2 separate regions of the Hordeum vulgare genome follow, and region 1 is linked to region 2. Evidence: chromatin contacts called from public Hi-C data. All regions are on one chromosome and are shown on one strand. Each heading gives the region's core, a stretch centred on a gene start, on an enhancer-like site or on the middle of the called end of the contact. The rest is flanking DNA. Distances are from core to core; before and after follow the strand shown.

Region 1 (7,294 bases), core at 2,261-4,760, 210 kb after region 2:
CGCAAGCATCCGCAACTACAAAAGAAGAATTAAGACAAAGTCTAACCATAGCATTAAACTAGTGGATCCAAATCAGCCCACTCACGAAGCAACGCATAGACTGGGGTTTAAGCTTCTGTCACTCCAGCAACCCATCATCTACTTACTACTTCCCAATGCCTTCCTCTAGGCCCAAATATGGTGAAGTGTTATGTAGTCGACGTTCACATAACACCACTAGAGGAAAAGACAACATACAGCATATCAAAATACCGAACGAATATCAAATTCACATGACTATTATTAACATGACTTATCCCATGTCCTCAAGAACAAAAGTAACTACTCACAAAGCATAATCATAATCATGATCAGAGGTGTAATGAATAGCATCAAGGATCTGAACACAGACTCTTCCACCAAGTAATCCAACTAGCATCAACTACAAAGAGTAATCAACACTACTAGTAACCTTACAAGTACCAATCGGAGTCGTGAGACGAAGATTGGTTACAAGAGATGAACTAGGGATTGGAGAAGAGATGGTGCTGATGAAGATGTTGATGAAGATGCCTCCCCTCCGACGAGAGTAGTGTTGGTGATGACGATGGCGACGATTTCCCCCTCCGGGAGAGAAGTTTCCCCGGCAGGATCGTCCTGCCGGAGCTCTAGATTGGATCTGCTCAAGTTCCGCCTCGTGGCGGCGGCGAAACGACGAAAAAGCTCCCTTCTGATTTTTTATGGACCAAGACGCTTCATATAGCAAAAGAGGGGGGCTAGTGGGCCGTCAGGGAGCCCACAAGCCCCCACTCTGTCACCAGGGGGGTGGCGGTGTCAGGGCTTGTGGCTCCGTGGCAGCCCCTCTCCAGTAGTTCTTTCGCCTAGTATTTTTTATATAATCCCAAAAAACCCACGTAACTTTTCAGGGCATTTGGAGATGTGCAGAATAATGGACTAAGATTTGCTCCTTTTCTAGTCCAGAATTCCAGCTACCTGAATTCTCCCTCTTCAAATAAACCTTGCAAAATAAGAGAGAAAAGGCATAAATATGGTACCACAAGTAATATAGCAGCCCAAAAAGCAATAAATATCAACATGAAAGCATGATGCAAAATGGACGTATCAGGCACCGGTAGCGTCGGGGAACGGGTTTATGCGTAAGACACATGACGCAGGTGTACCTAGGTTCGGGGCCCTCCGGTGAGGTAATACCGCTAGTCCTGCATGTGTGACTATATGAGATATCAGTACAATGGTGCTCTTGGAGCTGTATCTGAGGAAGGAGATGGGCTCTGGCCTGCTATCGCGCTACCTCTCTCATGTGGTACGTGGATGGGAACGGTGTGTGTGTGTGTGTGTGTGTGCTAATGCGAAGGGAGCGAACCCCTCTCTGGGGGCTGGAGGGGGCTTTATAGTGCAGCCCGAGCTAGTACAGTATTGAGGATAAGATCGCTGGTGGGACCCGGCTGCCAGCCTCTGGCCGGCCTGGGGGGCCCACCGGTTGCCAAGTCTCGTCGTGGGTCCCGCCGACCCGTGCAACTAGCGGCTGATGCGCCGGGTTGCCAGGGCTGGTGCGCGAGGTGATGATGGCTACAGGGTCGCTTTGTCTAGCCGCCGTCGGTGTTGTCTAGGCCCCTTGTAGCCATGCTGACGGCGCCATCATCCCGCTACGGCCCTAGCTGGCATCAGGGAGCACTGTTGCCACATCGGGGATCGGGAGTTGTCTTGTCGGAGTACTACTGTACGACCTAATGGGATGGGGCAGTCTGTCCGGCTAGCGACCGGCCAGCCGGCCAGCCGTACCGCTCCCGACCGTTGGAGAGGCGCTGGTGGGAGGGTCCGGCTACCGCCAGCCGACCGTGCATATGACTCAATGGGGCCGGCTATCGCCAAGTCGGCCGTACCAGGAGGGCTGGCTCTCTCCAGCCGGCCTCGAGGGGCTAGGCGACCCCCCTAATAGTCTTGGAGAAGGGTAATCTCCGCCTTTGGTATACCCTGGGGTAGTATCCCCGTCACCGAGTATCTGGTTCTATTTCCTCATTTATGTGTTGATGAAATCTATTATTACTGTTTGAAGAATTTGACTGAAGACTTTCTCAATTTCCTCATCTCAAATTCTTCACTTCACTTGTTCTTCACCTGCGTATCCTGATCACGCTATTCGCGTTAAGTGTTAGTTTCATTTCATCACGATGGCCATGTTGTTGCCATGTTAAGCTTACGCGTGAGTAGTTATTCCGCTGCAAGTTGTTCGTGACTTAGCAATTTCCTCACAGGGAAATTCCCGAGTGACGAATTCATAAAAATCGCCTATTCACCCCCTCTAGTCGATATAACGCACTTTCACCAACCTCACATAAAAAACTCATGAAGACATGGGTAGTAGTTAGTACACAAAGTGTAATGGACAATGATTAGTATATCGAGACTTATCTTTGACTTGGTCAACTTGATTCACTCTTTGACTTGGTCTTGATGAACCTTGAGACTTATCTTCTCTTTATAAAGATGATGTCTTGAAGGTAAGCATGAATGTTCACACAATCTTCTTCTTTAAGACATGCTTGCAATAAACCCAACTCTCACATGATCAATCTTTGGATAAACTAGATGATGCCCCGCGCGTTGCAGCGAAAACATTGTTAAAATATGAATAAATAGTTGTTATAACAAATCTAAAACTAATGAAAAGTGAATGTAAGCTCAAAAACAATAAAATACGAAGTGTATAAAAAAGAGTGAAAATTATAGTTAAAATGTAATTTCTAACAAAATATGAAGGATGAACTCTAATGCAAGAAACTATTTATGATTAATATGCATGAGTAGATGATGTGGCACCATTGCATGCATGCGTAGGGTAATGCAAAAGATGTTATTGATATCTTGCATGCATACTTGTTTATGTGTCATGATTGCATGGGTAAGAAAATTAGGTAGTGAGTTGTAGCTATTTAGTAATAGAGGATTCTTAAATACCACCTTTTGTAATCACATAAATTCCTTTAAACTACCAAATAGACTTCAAAAAATGTTTATGAAAAAAATCCTTTAAATATAACTCAAAGCAACCATTAATTCATAAAAATTATCATCAATTATCAAAATCAAACATGAAGTAACATGTTCTAAAAGGAGGGACAATGATGTCCCCGATGGATGGGCCTCGGGAGAACGAAGACACGTATCCCATCCGTCCACGTGTTGTTCGTTTCAATACAAATACGATTTTAAATTTAAATCAAAGATAAAACGAAAGCAGACGAAAAACGGAGAGTGTTTGACTGAGATCGTGCGTTGGCCTCACTCAATACAAACCAAATGTTTCAAGGTCGTTTTTTACCACGACCCCGTGAGCTCACGCTTCAACCTAAGCCTTGTGGTCCCGGTCCAGCGAACATTCGTCGCTACTTTTTTTCCCTGAGGAAATTCCTCCCCTCGTCTCCATCCCGGACCCGTGCGCCCTTTGTTTAAACACCCTCAACCCAATTTTATAAGGCACCCCCTCGCGTCCGCTTCCGCTTCCGCCCGCCGCGAGCGACAGTCACGCACGCACTCCATTCCACGCACTGCCCCGCTGCACCGCCTGAGCCCAGTCGCCCAGTGGCCAGCGTCAGGCATCACCCCGTGCCTCCCTCGCTCCGTCCTCCTCTCTCCTCTCTTCCTCCCCTCTGCTTCACTCCACTCAACGGTCACACCCTCCGGCCGCGCAGCCAGCACAGACCAAGGTCTTATCGGCGGGGATAGCGGAGGAGGAGGCACAGCTCGGGGTCGGGACGCCAATGGCGCGGCGGCATGCGGCGGCGTTCTCCGCGTTCCTCTTCTTGCTGCTCATAGGTGAGTTCTTGAACCATATGCTCCCCCGGCTCGTCTTCTTGCTGGTACTTGAATACTCGCCCTTTTGGAATGTGAACTCTCAGTTAACCGCGCGCCGAGTGCCTGCTAGATGCTTTGCTTCCCGCTGAGTGCTAGCTACCTGCAGTGCGTATGGTGCCGTGACCGTGATGATGTCCGACGAATATATGTCTTCTTTTGGCGTTTGGGGGGAAATATAATCATCTAATCCCCATGTCCATCACCTTTTGGGGGGAGTAGATTGATTGTTTTCCTGGCATGAGATAGATTAAAGGATCCTGGAAATAAATGGGCGCTAAAATAAGAGAGATTGCGCGCTCCTGAATCCTGATGTGTGGCTGTTTTTGCGCTTGCAGGGCATTGCCACGGCGGCAAGACCGGCATCTGCTACGGCCGCAACGCCGACGACCTGCCGGGGCCCGACAAGGTGGCGCAGCTCATCCAGCAGCAGTCCATCAAGTACGTGCGCATCTACGACGCCAACGTCGACGTCATCAAGGCCTTCGCCAACACCAGCGTGGAGCTCATGGTCGGCGTCCCCAACGCCGACCTCCTCGCCTTCTCGCAGTACCAGTCCAACGTCGACACCTGGCTCAAGAACAGCATCCTCCCCTACTACCCGGCCACCGCCATCACCTACATCACCGTCGGCGCCGAGATCACCGAGAGCACCATCAACGTCTCCTCCCTCGTCGTGCCGGCCATGCGCAACGTGCAGGCCGCCCTCAAGAAGGTCGGCCTGCACAAGAAGATCACCATCTCCAGCACGCACTCGCTCGGGGTGCTCTCCCGCTCGTTCCCGCCGTCCGCGGGGGCGTTCAACAGCAGCTACGCGCACTTCCTCAAGCCCATGCTGGAGTTCCTCGTGGAGAACCAGGCGCCCTTCATGGTCGATCTGTATCCCTACTACGCCTACCAGAACTCGCCCAGCAATGTCTCGCTGAACTACGCCCTCTTCTCGCCGCAGTCCCAGGGCGTGATTGACCCCAACACTGGGTTGGTCTACACAAACATGTTTGATGCGCAGGTCGATTCCATCTTCTTCGCGCTCATGGCTCTCAACTTCAAGACACTCAAGATCATGATCACCGAGACGGGATGGCCACACAAGGGAGCTGCTAAGGAGACCGGGGCCACTCCGGACAATGCTCAGACTTACAACACTAATCTGATACGCCATGTCGTCAATGACAGTGGCACGCCTGCCAAGCCTGGAGAAGAAATAGACGTCTACATCTTCTCCTTGTTCAATGAGAACAGGAAGCCGGGCATCGAGTCGGAGAGGAACTGGGGACTCTTCTCTCCGGACCAGAGCTCCATCTACAGCGTAGATTGGACTGGCCGAGGAAATGTGGACATCATGACTGGAGGAAACCTTACGAGCTCAAATGGTACTTGGTGTGTTGCTTCAACCAATGTGTCCGAGACGGCTCTGCAGAATGGCTTGAACTGGGCATGCGGTCCAGGCAATGTCGATTGCTCTGCTATTCAACCAAGCCAACCCTGCTACCAGCCCGACACATTGGTTTCACATGCTTCATATGCATTCAACAGCTATTATCAGCAAAATGGAGCTACTGATGTGGCTTGTGGATTTGGTGGTGCTGGAATGAGGACGACGAAAGATCCAAGTAAGTATCATGTGCTTAAAAACAACTACATTGATTATTTAATGAATGGTTGCATTGTATAATATCTCTGCATCAGTATCACCACTGGCTTTGGATGTAGTCTGAATATTGACAAAGTACCTAAATGTAAGCCTATACTGGTAGACAATATGGGCTGATTACAATGTTTATGATAGTAATTATCCAGGTCCTTGACTGAAATTGCAACCGGAAGTCCATTGATATAAATGCAATGTTAACGTTATCCTTTACCTAGTCATAACACTTAGTCTAAGCCGTCCTTGTATGTAGGATCTGGACCGGCTCTCCTCTACCTCTGCTATATATATGTAACACCATTGTACATGTTGATCATTGGAAGGAATATATTCTCTTACTTGGTATCAGACACCAGCCACCTCCTATGACCACCTCCGACCTCCCCTCCGCGCCGGCCACCGGCTCCGGCCAAACCTCCTCTTCCTCGACGACGGTCGTCGACACCACCCGGCCTCCAGCCCTGCCGCCACCGCCGCCTCTTCCCCCTTTGTTTTCGGTACACCCTCTCCCCCATCTACGTTTGCACCTCTCTTCTCCACCACCGTTCCTCAATCCGCTGCACCACCACCCCCTCCATCCGCCATTCCCCAATCCCGCCACCCGATCTTCCATGACAGCATCCAAAACCATATCAAATTCCAGCTCAACCCCGACGATCACAACTACCACAAGTGGAAGTCCTTCTTCCTCCTCGTTCTTCTCCGCTATGGCGTCTCCCAATTCATTGAACAACCCCTCCCACCCAACGCCGATGCCCACCTCCGCGAACTCGATGCTCACCTCGTTCTTTGGATCTACTCCACTCTGGCCGATCCCCTCATCGATCACGTCGTGGGTGCCACCACCACCTTCGATCTTTGGGGGCGCATCCGGGACTACTTCCTTGCCAATCGTGCCGCCTGATACATGACCTTGAATCGGCAGTACCGGAATCTCAAACAAGGTGATCTCTCTGTCGCCGAATATGCCCGTCGCATGAAGCTCCTCACCGCCGGCCTCGCCGACATCGACTACCCGGTCACTGAGGTGGATCTCACCACTCAGTTCCTCCACGGCATCGACAAACGGCTTGACACCATCCGCGTCGTCCTCGGGGACACGGTGCCTCTCCCCCCGTTTGAGACCGTGTTCTCCCGGCTCAAACTCGCCGAGGAGAATCTCTCCCAACGGGAGGCCGACGAGCTCCTCCACTCCGCGCTCTGGTGATCGGCCCGCAGGCTCCACCGATCGCGGCCCTACACAACCCCCTGGCCGTGGTCGTGGCCACGACGGCGGTGATCGCGGCCGTGGCCGGGTTCGTGGACGTGGTCGCGGACATGGCGATCCATCCGGCCGTGGCCCCCATCTACCACTGCCATACAATCCCTACATGGGGTTCTTTGCCCCATACGGCATGGCGATACCCCCACCTCGCCCCGGCTGGGTTCCTCCCAACTCCGCCGGCGTCCTTGGTCCCGCTCCGGGCTCCCATGCCCAGGCATACCACACTCACCACATGCCGGCCGCTCCTTCCCCGCCGGTACATCAGCCCGCCTGGGATCACCTCGCCATGCTTCACGCCGCCTACAGTGCCAACAACCAGCCTCCTGCGGGCTCCTCCTCCAACTGGTACCTCGACAGCGGCGCTACCTCGCACATCACCGGCAACCCTGGTAACTTGACCCTCTCGTCTTCTTCATTAAAGCATAAACCATCTAGCGTTGTCGTCGGCAATGGGCAAAGTCTTCCCATCGCTGGCACCGGATCCACCACTCTCTCTCCCTCCACCTTCCACCTTCGCGACGTTCTGT
Region 2 (7,139 bases), core at 2,053-4,552:
GATTGGGAATTTGGGATAACGCTCGGCGTCGTGCTAGTGCGCTTTGACTAGTACTCGTACTACCACGAAACCGAACGCGAGCGCCACACGAGGTCGGTGACGTCACCGTTGGTCCGTTCCGGTGTGTTTGCGTTGCGCAAGTTGGAGCAACTCCAACCGGACTATCCGCATGTATCCGATTGAATCGTCGTGGATATAAAACTCGGTGCAACGTGGTGGTTTAAACGGACGCACGTCCGTTTCTCGTTCCTGATTAATATTTGGGCCGCATTTCGTCGGCCAGACACGAAATGAACGCGCACGACGCCTGTCCTTTTCCTCCGACCCGACAGTCGGTGGCACGTAGGCCCCTTTTTTCTTTCTCCCATTGTCTTCGACTCACTCCCCCCCCCCCCCCCAACCACCTCTCGCCGTAGCCGCCGAGTTCCGCCGATGCCGTCAGTCATTCGTTCATAGAAAGGTCACCCTCCCGGTCGCCTCATCTACCTGTGCCGCCACCCAGTTCCTACCTTGCCTCGGTAGGGTGTGAGGCTCTTCACCGACCGGCTTCTTCCAGGACGTCCGCAAGTTGTTCGTCGGTTTGCCCGCAAGGTACAAATGGATTCCGACGACGAGTTCTTTTTTACAATGTTCTTTGGGATTCAGATGATTCTTCATCTAATGATGAGAAGATCGTGGCAGCTACATTGGTCGTCCACGACCACCTAAGCATGCAGCGTACATTGTTTAGGTGCTCGATACCGGGGTACACGCCAGCGTTAAACCGCAGTTGGAATAGTGGTCATTTCTTACTTTGGAACGAGTACTTTGAGAACCCCAACCCGCTCTTCAAACATCACATATTTCAACGTCGTTTCTGTATGGCTAGGCATGTGTTCTATCGTATTTGGGATGGGGTGGGGGGGGGGGGGCACGATAACTATTTCGAGTGCAAGACATATGCCTTTGGAAAGATGGGCTTCTCCTCTTATCAAAAATGCACTACTGCCATTCTGATGCTTGCATACTGAGTTTTCGTTGATCTCATTAATGAGCATGTACGAATGAGTGAGTCCACCTGCCTTGAGTTCATGTATAGGTTCTGAAGGGCTTACATAGTTGTGTTTGGCTGGAGTACTTGGAAAAGTCAACTGTCGATGATACAACACGGTTGTTGGCGATAAATGCCAGCACGGGGTCCCAGGGATGCTTGATAGCATAAATTGCATGCGTTCAAAGTAAAAATTGTCGTTCTGCTTGGCAGGGGCAGTATAAGGGCCATGTCCGTGCTTACAGTGTCATACTTGGTCGTTGCTTCACAAGATCTCTGGATTTAGCACTCTTTCTTTGGCATGATCGGATCTCACAACGATATAATGTGTTTCAGCGCTCTCTAGTATTCGCTATGACGGAAGAAGGCAGTTGCCCGAAAGTCGATGTTGAGATCAATGCCACCACTACAACAATCGATGCTATCTAGCTGACAATATCTATCTAAAGTGGACTACTCTTATCAAGACAATCTCCAGCTAAGGATGACGACACGACCAACCGTTTCATCATCAAGAACATCATCTTCAAAGATGATGTCGATCCCGCTCCCTTCGATTTCGAAGAGACCCAAAGCCAAGACGACGAAAATCCCTTCATGGCCGACACCTTTGACCATGGTGGCATGACCGACCCCTTCATGTAAGACCAAGATGGCCTTGGTAGCATCTTCCTCGTCGACCACAAGTTTGGAGAGGACTATGGCTTAGAAGAAAAAAATGAAATGGACATCGACGGAATGTCTTTGTTCGAAGATGAGTTTTCTAACCAAGCCAATGCAAGCAAGAAGCACAAAAACAAGTAGACGAAGGCATACACAAAGGTTGAGAACAAACTCCTTTTCCTTTATGAATATTGGAAAGACATTGAACATGTTGGTGGACGTTCATCTTATAGCAGTGCAACAAGTTTTATGTCACACTTAAAAGCATGGAGGGACTTCCGGTGAACAGCCTCAGCAGGAAAGGCATGGTACACGCGCGGAGTATTTTTACTCCCTGTGTTTCATATTACTCCCTTGATCCATATTACTTGTTGCTCACAGGGTATAACTTTAGGCCTGGTTCGGTTAATCCCATCCCTACGGGAATTAGAGAAGATTTGCAGTGCAGGGATTTTGGCTTGTAGGGGATTAAATCCCCCTCAACCGAACAAGCCCTTAGGCGGTAAAACATTCTTCCATGTCTGATAAACGCTCTTTGTTTTAGCAAAGCTACTTTGTACTCCTTGTTATGTTGATTGTTAAGAATAACTAGGATGGTCTTTGATCATGTACCATGGCTCAGAATTCGGATCTCGGATAATCTTTGTTAATCAGAAGAAATGTTTGGTATACAACCGGTCTCTCTATTTACACACTGAATCAATCAATGTCTTCCCGAACAACATGGATGCAAAAGCCTCTTTACATTTGACAAGCTAATAGACCCGCCAAGAAAAATCCTCATCCTCGAGGAACAAAGAAGAGGCGCGGAATGGCACCGCGAGCCCTACTGATGGCAGGCGCTCTTGTTGACGGGGATGGCGGGAGGCCTGTAGAGCATGCTGGAGCTGCCACTCCGCGCCATCATCAGGTTCGCGCAGGAGCTCCCGGAGGTCTGCTTGGCGACTCCCTTGCTGCTGTTGTTAGAACCAGGCGCGGGGCAGGCTCTCTGGTCACCGTCGATCTCGACGTGGCTCCGGCATGGCTTCATCTTCTTGTTGTAGGGTCTCTTCTTGGGCAGGTCCTCCAGGCACCTCACCTCCGACATGCACGCGAAGGACTGGGACTTGCCGTCGTAGTACTTGGACAACCCCCCTTTCCTGCAAAGAGAGAAGATCAGCACGGTCAGGAAAAACTTCCATTTTGCTGCAAATGTTCATGATGAACTTATGAAGTTCCTCGGAGACTTACTTGACGGAGAGCTCTGCCTTCATCGACGACAGATCGTAGACGCCCTCTGAAACCAGCCTGCGCGCCGGCGGGGAGGCCGGCACGAACTGGTCCTCGCCGTCCGAGAACCGTGCCTCGTCGTCGGAGTCGCAGGAGAAGGAGGAGGAGGTCTCGAACAGGTCCTCGTCTTCCTGGCGCGGCTGAGGAGCTCCGGCAGATCTGCCCATGGCTGGTTGCAAGTTCCTCGGCTTCCGGTAAGACAATGAGCTGCTGTCTATGGATGTAATATATTCTTTCTCTTGCTGTTGCTGTTGCTCTTTGCTTGCTCTGTTTCACGACCTTTACCTTCTGGCAGGGGGGCGGGCATATATAGAGCCCCAGCCAGAGCAGAGCCGATTGGGATAACGCTCGCCGTCGCGCTAGTGCGCTTTGACTAATACTCCTACTCGGTAAGGAGTACTACGAAACCGAACGCGATTTTGTGAAAGTCCGGTGACGTCACCGTGGGTTGGGGTCCGGCGTGTTTGCAATGCGCGAGTTAGGTTTGCTTGGACACCGGTGACTTGGACCCCATGAGCACGGGGCCATGCCTTGGTCCCGTCATTTTTCTTTCGTAAATAGAAAAACAAAACAAGAGTGGTATTAAGTTTGTTGGCCACTCCCACCCACATGCCTCTGCTTTGGCGGATTCTGCCGCCCGATCCGATCTTATCATCTTATCTCCGTCTCCTCAGTTTGTTGGCCGGTTTATTATATGATTTTGTTATCCTTTTGGGAGAGCTGGTCTGTGAGGCTGACATCTCGGACCGTTGGCATGCTGTGGCGGGGAAGAGACGGTGCCTTGCAAGTCACCGTTTCGATCGTTTATCGACGGACACGGACACGCGGCGCGCTGCCGCTGGGTTGTTGCCTCTCGTTGGGATTGGGAGCTGACTCGTCGGTGCTCCTGCTAAAACCGATTACTACTACTGTACTCCTATTTGGACAGCCTGTTTTGAGGTGGTAAAGCTTGGCTTTGACAAACATGTGGTTCCGAACAACTCTTATCAAAATCGTACCGGAAAATTATACCCGTATATGCTTCGTAATTGGAACCTCTATCTAATCGACTAGTTACAAACACTGATGTCCATCCGCAAAAGAAAAAAAAATCTCAGAGGACCCAAACCATTCTGCAATACTAGTACTGTAGTAGTTTCTGGAGACGCGAAGTGAAATTCGTAGGAGGTTTCAAGTTGGAAAAAATCTGGTTGAGTGAGCTGCCGTGGACCGGAGGCTCCTTCCTTGGCTGAAGGGGCACTCCTTCAACTCCCCTTCCCTTGTCGAAGGGACACGTGTGTTTTTTATACCTTTCAGGTTCACTACTCCACAAACTCATCCTTTTTTTGCTGGAGCGCTGCGTGCCCACATAATTTGACGTCTCGACGGGGATGCGTAAAATGAGATTCCGTGGACCGGACGAGAGTTTGGTGATGACACACACACGCGCGCGCGTGTTTGGTTTTCCGCGTCGCATTTGTAGCGCACCATTCCCGTTCCCTTGGCTTCCATTGCACGGGATAAAAAGGGAGGGGGCAGCGTCCGTGTAGAGTAGCTCTCGAGATTAAAAGTGGTGTCGTGCTTAACAACCATTTATGGTTTAAAAGACGCACGAGATAAATGGTGCATTTCAACGTCACCGGGAAAGTGGGAAGCACCATCTATATGGAATGCATTATTGTGGGGAAAGGAGAAGTATGTACTCATCAACCTCCTGCCATCAGTTTCTTCGGGGCCTTAAGATATAACCAGGAATTATTGTTGAAAACTACGGACTGCTGTAGTAATGAGTATCAACCAAGGACTGTAGTACCAAAAGAAGTGAAACTGATGAGCTCTGCGTAAGTGGACACCCGTCCGCGCGACTAGTACAGGTGGCAAGAGCATGTTCACCAAATGGGAAAAAAGACGACAGCTCACACGTCTGCCATGGCACGAGCACCGGTGCCGGGAGACACGGCAGCTGGTTTGCTGGCGCAACGAGACCGGCGACAAGCTTTCTTCCTCGTGTTGCTCCGGAGGCAGATAAAACGGTGTTTTGTGTATTCCGTGTTCCCATGGCTGCCTGGTTTGGACTCCCACCGACGCAGATGCCCAGGCAGGGCAGGTGCGCTTGCTCACCTTTTGTCTAGGGGGAGCAGCTAATTACGTTCGTGTCCTAATCTCTGTGGCAGTAACCACTAAGCTTAGTCAAGTAAGGCTGACTGCCAAGAATCCGTGCTCCCTGATCCTTATCCGTGGGTGGACTTGTTCAAGCTCGTGGCGCCGGACTTAGTATAGCTCGTAGATTTCAAAAGTCGTTTCTGGTGTGGCCTATGAGTCTACGATACGAAGTGGGTGCGTCGTCCACCGTGTCTCGCTCCAGGGCGAACGAATTCCACGACTGCTGTCTGTGTGCGTGTGTTGGTTGGAAACCCTCGGACACGTTCCATAACCCAATCGATTGATACGATACGACCCTTCCACCCGGCCGCCTCTCTCCGTCGTGGGGAGTCAAATCTGAAATCTTCCCCAACGCGTCCATGGAGCAGACGGCCGCTCTGACCTGGCCGGGTCGGGTGGGGTGGGCGGCTCGTGCGTGGAACATGGGGTCGACGCCTCCCGTGCCTTCTTCTATCCACAACACACACACGGGAAGGCAGTTGCAACCAAACACGCCCGCCCAGACCCATCACCCAAAAGACGCCTCCGTCTTATACAAAAATATCGTCGGGGAAGCGATAAGGGTGGGCGGCATATTCCTCGGCAATTCGCTCCATGATCCGTGGCCGGCCCCGGCCCGGATCCCGCGGGGATCCAACGAGAGCGACGGCCGCGCCCAAAAAAATCATGTGCCGCGGTCAGGGGTGGACCGCGCGAGCAGGGGGGAACGTGGTCTGCGCGCAACGGGACGAGCGGCAGCATGTGGAATTCCATCGCCGGCCGGATGAGGCGGGAATCATCGGATGCGCGTCGCTGTTGGTTGCTCGATCGGCGTGGCTTGAGACGCGTGGCCGCTCGTCTCCCCGGAACACGGCGTCGTCGCATCGGATGGGATGGGATCGGGTCGGGGCCGGTTTTGTGTGGCTGCGGGCGGTGGCCTGGTCGGTACGCGAGCACGACGCAAAGGAGAGAAGAGACCGGGTGTGCTTGGCGTAGATCGCACTAGCTTTGTGTAGCTCAGGCCGGGGAGGCGTGCAGTTTCGCCCGGTCTCTGCTCTCGTTATCGTTATCTGGCGGCCATGCAATCCGGCCCAACTTTGGTCTCGTGGACCTGTGCTCTCGGAAGGAACCAAGGCAAGCCGTTCGAATTGATTCATGGTTGAGGCTGGCGATGGCGAGTGCATGGTGCGTGCGTATCCGGCACACCGCTATCGTGTGCGCCGGACGTCTTTGCTGAGCAGAGTCTGTTTCGCCTGCCTACTTGACACTGTCGGAACGCAAATGAAAGGGTTGATTAACTTCGGCACGTACGTGCTTTGCGCCAGCGGACTCACTAGGTAATTGCATGCAGATAACTCATGTCGTGTTACCCAACACGTCGGAAGGTGCACGCTTCCTTCACCTGCGCCAAATTGTTGCCAAGCTGCCGGCGGTCGGTTGGCGGTTGGCGCTCGGCGTTGCCTTTCTATTTCTGGGTGACGAGTTTACGTACGCGGCCACTGGAACTACCGGGAGGAGAGGCGTCTCCTCGTCGTCGTTGTGGTGGTGGTCATCATCTTGCTTTGTATTTGCGGCGACCGAGAATCGTCTCGTCTTACCGGCCGTTCTGCGGCCAATGATGTGGTCTGGTGGGTATAATGGAACAGATTATAAGATTTAGCATCCCCGTCCATTGGATTTGGCGCGGGAAGCTGGTGGCCGACTGCCGGGAGTTGGAGCTTGGAACGCGGCACGGCAAATTGGCCTTTCTATATATTTTCGGATGGTCTAGGCTTTGCTGGTCAGAGGCACGGATACTTGGATAAAGTTGTTTTGCTGCTATGATCATGTCACATGGGTAGATAGATATGGGAGATTTAGACTATATTTTCATGCATAAACACCGTGGACGAGTCTTCTTTGAAAAAAAAAAGAGGTGAAGAAAAGAAGAACCGTGTGGACGAGTCAAGCAACAACAGTCCAAGACGAATGCATAGTGGCGGACGGGAATGGGAATGGGACCTTCGAGGAAGAGAAACATCAAGGAAAATGCAATTCGGCTATTGAAGCATATTCT

The links. Hi-C and Micro-C count contacts between places; a contact is called where the count stands out from the background.
Region 1: a Hi-C map of seedling shows a contact between it and region 2, with 3 times the contacts expected there. The contact joins the promoter of LOC123444367 here to the promoter of LOC123444366 in region 2. A contact is called at or near these places in 2 of 6 Hi-C or Micro-C datasets (leaf and seedling) and 1 of 1 datasets of contacts at active chromatin or transcription factors (embryo).

The regions. Positions count from the first base shown.
Region 1 is chr3H:478,350,446-478,357,739 of MorexV3_pseudomolecules_assembly, forward strand. LOC123444367 (glucan endo-1,3-beta-glucosidase 13) reads left to right here and starts at 3,511. Exons shown (of 5, transcript XM_045121060.1): 1 at 3,511-3,816; 2 at 4,191-5,465. The coding sequence starts at 3,762.
Region 2 is chr3H:478,143,927-478,151,065 of MorexV3_pseudomolecules_assembly, forward strand. It overlaps LOC123444366, which reads right to left and starts at 3,303. Exons shown (of 2, transcript XM_045121055.1): 1 at 2,924-3,303; 2 at 2,318-2,832. The coding sequence starts at 3,129. The coding sequence ends at 2,520.